2 separate regions of the Sus scrofa genome follow, and region 2 is linked to region 1. A link is a contact called in public Hi-C data. All regions are on one chromosome and are shown on one strand. Each heading gives the region's core, a stretch centred on a gene start, on an enhancer-like site or on the middle of the called end of the contact. The rest is flanking DNA. Distances are from core to core; before and after follow the strand shown. Region 1 overlaps PLEKHA5 (pleckstrin homology domain-containing family A member 5). Region 2 has its middle 170 kb from the start of PLEKHA5.

What was found. A called contact is a pair of places that touch in the nucleus more often than the background predicts.
Region 2: a Hi-C map of liver shows a contact between it and region 1, with 3 times the contacts expected there. The contact joins two enhancer-like sites. A contact is called at or near these places in 1 of 5 promoter capture datasets (liver) and 2 of 47 Hi-C or Micro-C datasets (both in liver).

The regions. Positions count from the first base shown.
Region 1 is chr5:53,953,361-53,957,890 of Sscrofa11.1, reverse strand. The region is part of intron 3 of PLEKHA5 (pleckstrin homology domain-containing family A member 5); the gene reads left to right. Among named protein-coding and RNA genes, the nearest start is that of PLEKHA5, 61 kb to the left of the region's middle. Within about 2 kb of position 2,305, at least 6 of the 83 cell types and tissues checked have an H3K27ac peak or open chromatin away from gene starts, as enhancers often do. A contact at or near this core is called in liver, where this site is marked.
Region 2 is chr5:54,181,630-54,186,159 of Sscrofa11.1, reverse strand. No RefSeq gene overlaps it. Among named protein-coding and RNA genes, the nearest start is that of PLEKHA5, 170 kb to the right of the region's middle. Within about 2 kb of position 1,894, at least 7 of the 83 cell types and tissues checked have an H3K27ac peak or open chromatin away from gene starts, as enhancers often do. A contact at or near this core is called in liver, where this site is marked.

The DNA.
Region 1 (4,530 bases), core at 1,056-3,555:
TCTATCAAAACAGAGAATGCAACTGAGATCACTAGGATCACAATTTTATAAATTTATGCGTTCTTGCTGAAGACTAGAGGGGAACCTGAATTGGAATTGCAAAAGAAGGAAGTGTTTATTAAATATGGATTTTTAGTGTATTGGTTTTTGTTTTTGTTTTTTTTTCCCAGTGTATGGGGAAGGAGTGAACTTTTGCAGTAATTAACAGGCAAGTTAATTTCAGGGTAGTTGAGATTTAGGTTCTTTTTTTTTTATTTTTTTTTAATTTTTTTTGTTTTCCCACTGTACAGCAAGGGGGTCAGGTTATCCTTACATGTATACATTACAATTACATTTTTCCCCCCACCCTTTCTTCTGTTGCAACATGAGTATCTGGACATAGTTCTCAATGCTATTCAGCAGGATCTCCTTGTAAATCTATTCTAGGTTGTGTCTGATAAGCCCAAGCTCCCGATCCCTCCCACTCCCTCCCCCTCCCATCAGGCAGCCACAAGTCTCTTCTCCAAGTCCATGATTTTCTTTTCTGAGGAGATGTTCATTTAGGTTCTTATTTGTAACAGAATAGTAATGTAACTTTTTTGTGAAAAAAGTTAGAATGAGGTAGAAGGTAACTTGTTAAATGTATATGACAGTATGGCATTTATTTGCGCGAAAATCTTTCAGAGCCTTCCTCCTCATCCATATAATTAATATTATACTTGGTTTGATGCTTCTTACCAGAGAGTGGTATACCACTGATTTTTTTAGAGTTTGGAAGTGCTAGCGGTGGTAAGCCACTCTCAGACTGTCAGCTCTGAGATTTATCATGTGTGTCTGCTGTTTGAGTCCTAAAGGGCTTAACAACTGACTATAGATTTTAAATAACCATTGGGATTAAAATTTTTACTCTGAAAGACAAGGTTATTTGACAGTAATCAAGGGCGTTTTCGTCCCTCACTGTTTTTTGCAGGCCCAGCAGAAAGCTCCTCCATCAGCCTGGGAGGGGCGTTGTTCTCCTGGCGGAGGTGTGCTCAGTCTGGGGCACCTCACCCACAAAAATAATAAAATGCAGAGGAATTTGTTGTGTAGACAAATCTAGCAAAGTGAGTTTTAAATTGGCAGCAGGCAGATAGGGAACAGTTTGGCCTGATACCAAGGTTTAAAAAGTATTTAGAAGGTATGTTGTATTATTACTTTTGATGTGCAAAAATTTTTTTACACCTGAACATTTATTTGTTTTAGAAAATTGCCAATATGAAGACTGATCATTTGGGGAAAGAAATTTGACAGTGATTATTGTAATTATATTTGTCAAGACACATGTATTACAATGATTTATAATATGTTGGTTACATGAGATTTTAGATTAAATGATTAATTGGATGCAATATACATATTTTAATATATCTATATTTATGTAGATCTTTGAAATATAGTGTTTTCTTTTGAAGGAAAGAAAGTTACGTCAGGCTGTGCTTCTTATTTCCTGGCTCCTCAGCAAACGTCAGCAACACTCAAACTTGGGGTCATCAGAGACCCCTATGGTGTGGAGCCTGGGATTGATTTTTCAAGAATTCCACAGGTGATTATGGCCAGGGTTCCAAACCACTGTCCTAAGGTTGTATGTATTTCACATGGAAGGGCAGATGGTTGAAAGAAATCTTCTGGTTATCTTGTAGTGATTGTAAAAGAAAAAGAAATCAATTTTGTTCTTTAATATTCCTGAAAATATCAGATTAAAAAGAACACCTCCGTCTCTGATAAAATTTCACTTTTTACCTGAGATGATCAGAACTCACCATAACCAAATAGAAGATGGCAGAGCATCTGAGAGCTCCAGGCCCATAAAAGCATGAGGTAGACCTGAATCAGTCCTAGATTATCGAGTAAGTTAAATTCAGCAGTGAGCTAAGGTTAAAGGAGAAGCATTCGAGTATATGAAGTAGAACAGTAGTATTGTGTTGTCTTTTAAAGTTATCTGAAATCTGTTTGAATGCAGCACAGTGATCTCATACAACTGAGGTTGAGGCTCTGAAGGCTTCAGTTATAGTGATTTCTTTAAAGGTGATACTGAAAGCCATTAATGTAGCTATGTTGGTTATTTTAATATTTTAAAACACATTGTATGGAAGAGACTAGTAATTAGTCTTAAGATAACACTAGTGTAAAGAAATGTCACTGAAAACTTGTGAAAAATGAAATGACATTTATGATTATGATTATAAGCAAGGATAAATTGCCCGTTTTTGTGTTTGGGTCAGAAGGAGTCAAAGATGATTGCTACATAGTCCTTGCTGTCAAGAACGAGGCCATATACCTGTGTGTAGGATATAGGTGTACAGGTGAATATAGGTATACAGGTGAATAGGACATAGACCAGTAACAACAATGACAGCATGATGACTTTTTTCATTGATGCAGTCGTTGGACAGGGGGTTTGTTTGCTAGAGAAGTCAGTGCTAGAAGGACTAACTCGTCTACAGTCAGTTATTAAAATCATGGTGTTTAAGTGGATGAATAAAACCATGCTTTAGAAGATAGGTTAAGGATCTGATTTGAGGAGTGGGTGGGGGGTTGTCAGGAGGGAAAAGGGGAAAGACGATAGAAGGAGATACCGCTTCATGGTAATCTCTGTGTTGAATTACCGGGGTTGGGAGCTGACATCCATCGGTGAAAGCAGTGGCGTAGCTTGGCACTGTGGGACAGGTCACAAGTCCAGCCTTCAGGGAAAAGGGAAGGTAATGATTAGACTCATCACATGTGTCAGCCAAGTGGACTAAGATCGAAGGAGGAAGTCACTTCTTGAAGGGAACCACAGTAAAAATCAAGAATCTGTAAACCAGATGCTCTGCCAGCTACCTCTAGTAATCCATTCAGTCCTGAAATAGCCCTATGAGGAGGTTACTATTATTTTCCTCATTTTTCAGGTAGGGGAATTTAGTCCAGAGATGTGAACATTGCCCTAGATCACAAAGCTAGGAGGTGACAGGGCTGGGATTGGGACCCAGAATGTCTGACCTAAGAGACAACAGTGGTGCACTACCTCCTTTAGCCCAGCTGGGATGTTGGTTTCTGTGGCCAGATGGGGCAGGGCAAGGCAGGGGCCCATTAGTGGTACCAGCAAAATTCTTTAAGACTTTGTGGCCGGTGTGCTACTTAGTAGGGGTGGGTATGGTTTTCAAGAGATGCACAGTCTGAATAATACCCTGGCACAACAAAGGGTATTGAAATGAGACAGGGCACCACAAAGGCCTGAAGACTGTGCTGGGGTGGGTCTGGTAGCATTGTGAAGCAGTCGTGCAAGATGGAAGACTAAGATGGGATCTTCTGGAATTCCCTAGAGGATTCCTAAAGTCAGATTCTTAAAAAGGAACTTGGGTTTTACTTGACTACAGTCTGGAAGCTGAAAGTTTTCAAGTGGGACATGACATGACTGAGGCTGGTAACAAGAAATGAGTTGGACTATTCCTTTGATCCAAGGGGTTTGTTCTGCTTCAGTATGATCACGGTGCTTGTGGAAAGTAGAAGACAGAAGATAGACTGATTCAAGGGTTGGTTGAAGAGGGAGAGAGTTGAAGTAAACCATTTCAAACAACAATATGTGGGAGGAAGATGTCCCTGGGAGTGAAGGAGGGAGAAATTTGCAGAGCACATTCTGGGCTGAGAGGTCCCTGCTATTGTGCTTACAGATTGAGGGCAGTGATCGTGAGGCTGCTATCAGACAGGCAAACCCAACTCTAAAGTTTAGCTGTGTGACCCCAGGCAAGCTAATTGATCTCAGTTTTTAAGTCTCAAGTCCCTTCTGCTAAAGTAGGGTTAAAAATACTACCCACCTTAGAGTTTCGGGGTGGCTCAGCGGGTTACGGATCCCATGTTGTCACTGCTGTGGTGCAGGTTCCATCCCAGGCCTGGGAACTTCTGGGTGCCACAGGCAAGGCCAAAAAATAGTGATAATAGTACCAGCTATTAAGTAACTGAGTTTAGCTCAGTGTATTAGTTTTCTGTTGTAGACATTACACAAACTTTGTGCCTTAAAACAACACAGGTAATTCCTGTCATTGTTCAGCGCTAACAAACCTGACTGGTATCCATGAAGATGTGGGTTCGATCTCTGGCCTCAGCTCTTGTGGGTTAAGGATCCAGCATTGCTGCAAGCTGCGGCGTAGATCAAAGATAGGGCTGGGATCTGCCATTGCTGTGTCTGTGGTATAGACCTGCAGCTGCAGCCCTGATTTGACCCCTAGCTAGGGAATTTCCATATGCTGTAGTTGCAGCCCTAAAAACAAGCAAACAAACAAAAAACAAAAAACAAACACACAGATTTATGACCTTTTGGGTTTGTAGGTCAGGTGTCTGACCCAGGTCTCACTGGGCTAATGTCAAGGTGTGGGCAGAGCTGGGTCCCTTTCTGGCAGTTTGGATAGAGTCCATTTCCTTGCCTTCCAGCTTTGAGAGGCCTTTCATATTCCTTGGTTCATAGGCTCCTTTCTCCATCTTCGAAGCCAGCAGTGTTGCTTATCTCCCAGACTTTTTCCATGGTCACAACCCCTC
Region 2 (4,530 bases), core at 645-3,144, 230 kb before region 1:
TCTTACAAGAAACATTTTGAGAGATTTACTTTTAGACCTGATGCTTCTTCTCTGTCAGATGAGATAATGTGAGACAAAGTGCTTTGTAAAAAACCAGCCCCTGTAAACATTGTATATGATGGTGGTGTCATTTTTTACACTGTTAGGAGCCATAAAGAGAAGAAGTCTGTGACTTTTCTTTTTGGCCCCTTCCACTAACTTCCATGCAAAATTTAACAGAATGTCAAATCACCTCTCCCTTCACCTGTAAGAGGGAGTATCAGAACATTATATGAGAAGCCATAAAAGCATACTGGAAAAGACTTCACTGACTGAACTTGCTCCAAAATTTCACTTGCTCCCTCCCTCCTTCATCCTCTAAACCTTTCCAAAAACAAGGGGCAGGAAGAAGGGTGCAGGGAATCAGTGTTTTATTTTGTAGTACTGTCAAAGGATATAGCTAAATAGCTAAAAGCAGATGGGAGTGACATGGACATATATTGCCTCCTGAACTACTAAATGAATATTAAAGCAGTAATCCAGAGATCTTTTCCTATCTAAGTTTGTAATACTCAAATAGGTACAGTGCGAGCAACAGACTCTATTATTGAGAGTTTAAGAAGAATTCTACAGTGTTAGGGAAATTTTTTAACATTAAAACTGAGAAGAAAAATTTACGGAAATAGGCCTATGATTTCCCCCAAAGAAACCGAAGTTTCTTAGATCACATGAGATCACAAAGATAAATACTCCATTCCTAGGAAAAAAACCTGAAAGCTACCAATTTTTTACCACCTTCATCAAGTTTTCATTAAGTGCTGGGAAGATCGCTACGGGAAAAAGCTGGATCAATGATGTCTAAAAGAAACTTTGAAATGATGGTTAGTTTGTCTTCTCCTGCCCCAAATCTCCTTCTTTGGGCTCCACAGCTAACAAGAGTCTTTCAGAGCTGTAGTATTCATCTATCTTTTCTCTAATGTCTTCCTTCTGAGAATAAACTACCAGAAAGCTTAACTATCTTGCTGACATGAACATTCTGGAAGGAATAATCAAGGATTTTATGACCCCCAACATAATGCAGCTACTATACTGAAATTTTAGTAATGACCACTATGGCTGAAGAGCATCATGTTAGCAAAAAGACAAGAGAACATTTCCCAGGGGAGTAGGTTCCTGAAATGATTCTTAAGAAAAATGTAGGGTTTAGCTAGGGAAAACCTTGGAAAAAGGAGGCTACGATCAGAAAGCAGAGGTCGAGTTATACAGAGCCTTTTTGTCTGTGAAATGTAGTTTAAGCCTTATCCTACTAGAGTAGACCCTGTAGGGCCATTTTGAAGAGTTTATCGCCAGGATAGACAATGAGCTAACTGCACAGTATCACCTTTTCTGAAATTCCTATACATTGCAGTCAAGCTTTATAAGCTACTTAAAAGTGAGATATTTCTCACTACAAACTTGAAAAATATGATCATCAGATAATTATGCCATAAACCATTGCTCTGCAGCTTTTTACACCAAGACCTGCTTGCTCTGTTTTATAGATGCTTAATTGTTTTTGTCTTTGTTACTTTATATGCCTGTTTATATTTAGCAGTCCAAAGTTATTCTCTGTTACTACATTTATAAAAGCTGATTTGAGAGCTAATCATCTGACATCAATTATCTTGTTTGTGCCATACAGATTATTCATTATGTACACATTATTTTTCATCCAAATAAATTTTAGCCAGATACAAGTCAGGGCTTTAAAAACAGGCCTTCTATAAACAGGAAGCCAGCTACTTAGGTAAACAAAAACACCAAAGCTTCTTCCTTAATACAAAGAGCCGGAAATTGATCACAATCTAGACATGCTGGAAATCTGACCAGTTTTGGTTCCCAGGTCAACTGATGGTATTTTCTCAACATTTATTTAGAAAAGGGTAAATCATCAACCACTACTGGCCCAACCTCTTGATGTGTATTCTAGGGTAGTTTTAACCACATTCAGACCAGAGCAGGGCCTGAGCTCTAGTTTAAGAGTTTCTGATTATGTGAGAGTCTTATAGAAGTACTCCAGAATGAACACTTTCATCATATAAACTGTTCCTACTTCATCACAAGACTGTTTTATTCTAAACTTTCAATACAAAAGTCGCCTTAAGGAAAAAAGAAAATGCTTAGAAGCTCTTCTCATTTATGAGATAAAGCAAAGTCTAACTACATACTCAATTGCACCTGCAAATTTGGGTTTTATTTTGATCACAAAACAAAGAAGTCATAGTTTCACTACTTGAAAGTGCTTCAAAGATGAATGAACCATTAAAGTCACAGAAACAATCCACTCCTGATGTTCTCTTAAGCAACATTCATTATGTAATAAACTTGTTCATTTGCATTTGTTACCCAAAGAATTATTCCTCTTTTTTTTTTAATCTTGCTCTTCTGACACTAAGCTATAACATCTCACTGCAAATACAGGTATATTAGCGGTATTTCACTAAAATTTAGAAATGGGTCATAAGGAAAAAAAAAGACAAAGACCTCACTATTTTCAGTGAAAAATGCTGTTTGGTCAAAGCCTTTTATTACGACATCTTCTAGACTGAAAATCGTTTCAGTTTCAATTAGCTCACAATTAGATAAAGTGTCAGAAAGAAAGACTTCAGCAAAATATCTACCTGTCCCAAAAACATAGCATTTAAAAAACCCTCCACATATTCCTAGTCTTTTATAAGACTTCCTATTATATACATAGTTCAATGAAAATAAATTTTGTTCCTCACATCCTGTTGCTATATAGATAATCACATTATACATGTGTTTCTTAGATAGAAAATGCTTTGTTTCTTCTACAACATCTAGTTCACTGGGTAGATTTAAAAATAAAATTGGTCAATCAAATAGCATAGCTCAGAAGAAAAGCACACTGTTTTGCGGTCATAGATCGACAGGCCCAACTGTGAAAGCAATGACTGCATGGTTCTTTTGAAAGAGAACATTGAAGTGCCCACAAAGTGGATGACTCTGCAGTCTCTTAACACGGGGCACTGCTGTGAAAGCAGAGTTCTGCTTGCCTTCTGCCTGGAAAGGACAGTCCAGAACAGCTGAAAAAAGTAAGAAGAGGTTCTTGTCAGAATCACATGCAGACAGAAAGCTGATGACCACAAATTAGTTTTCAAGCCCAACCACCTGTGGTTATTATCCTCTCACTTCTAAACAGAATCAATACCAACCAGGAGAGATTTCAGAAGGGAAGGTCTGTTGCAGTCAAATTTTGATTCTTTCCCTTTAAATCAGAAGGTTTCTTCCTAATACTCCTTTGATGTATAAAGGATACCATCTTAAAATCTATTAACTTTTGTCTGATTTCATTTTTCTCTTAAGCTTATTTCAGCATTTTATTTGAAATTAGGTTAGGAACGTCTCATTCTTCTACAATGAACACTGAGTACTTTTATAACCAGGAAAAATAAACTAATAAAAAAGAAATTATACTGGAAGTAGTGTGGTTATCAAATTCTTCTTAGTTAAACTGCTCATTATAGGAAACAAGAAAAAACATTCATCTTCCCCACTATTTCAAATTTTCACCAAAACTTCTTTTTATGACTACTTTCTGCCAATTATTTTGATGTCACTGAGATTGCATGACCTCTATTCAATGTTTTCTCTCAATAGTCTATACTGACCCTTTCCCCCAAGGCCTGGGCTTAATGAACATTTCCCTAACTCAAACCTCTCAGACTTGTTAAAGGGGCCCTCAAATACACAAGTTCATACTTCAGAGATGGTGATGATGCCCTCAGAGTTCCACATTCAGAACAAAATTACCTCAAATACATCAATTCTCAATATTGCATGTACATGAGGGGAAAATTGGCAATTATTATCCTAAAGCAAAACAAACGCTATGTCAAATTTATTTTTTTTTATTATTTTTATTTTTTGGCCTTTTTTCTATTTCTTTGGGCCACTCCCACGGCATATGGAGATTCCCAGGCTAGGGGTCTAATCGGAGCTGTAGCCACCGGCCTACGCCAGACACACAGCAACGCGGGATCCGAGCCACATCTGCAACCTACACCACAGCTCACGGCAATGCCGGATCTTTAACCCACTGAGCAAGGGCAGGGACCGAACCCACAACCTCATGGTTCCTAGCTGGATTCGTTAACCACTGCGCCACGATGGGAACTCCATATGTCAAATTTAATATTACCAGTTCCACCCTAAATGTGTAACAAGGTGCCATACGAGTAAACAAACTAAGGCATCCATAATAAATATTTTAAAATTTCAACTTATATCAGTTAATGAGATGTCTGAAAACAGCAATATAAATATAGTTGAAATACATAGGAGGCAAGTAAATAATAGTAGGATCTTTGGAGTTCCCGTCATGGCGCAGTGGTTAACGAATCCGACTAGGAACCATGAGGTTGCGGGTTCGGTCCCTGTCCTTGCTCAGTGGGTTAAAGATCCGGCATTGCCGTGAGCTGTGGTGTAGGTTGCAGATGCGGCTCGGATCCCGTGTTGCTGTGGCTCTGGCATAGGCCGGTGGCTACAGCT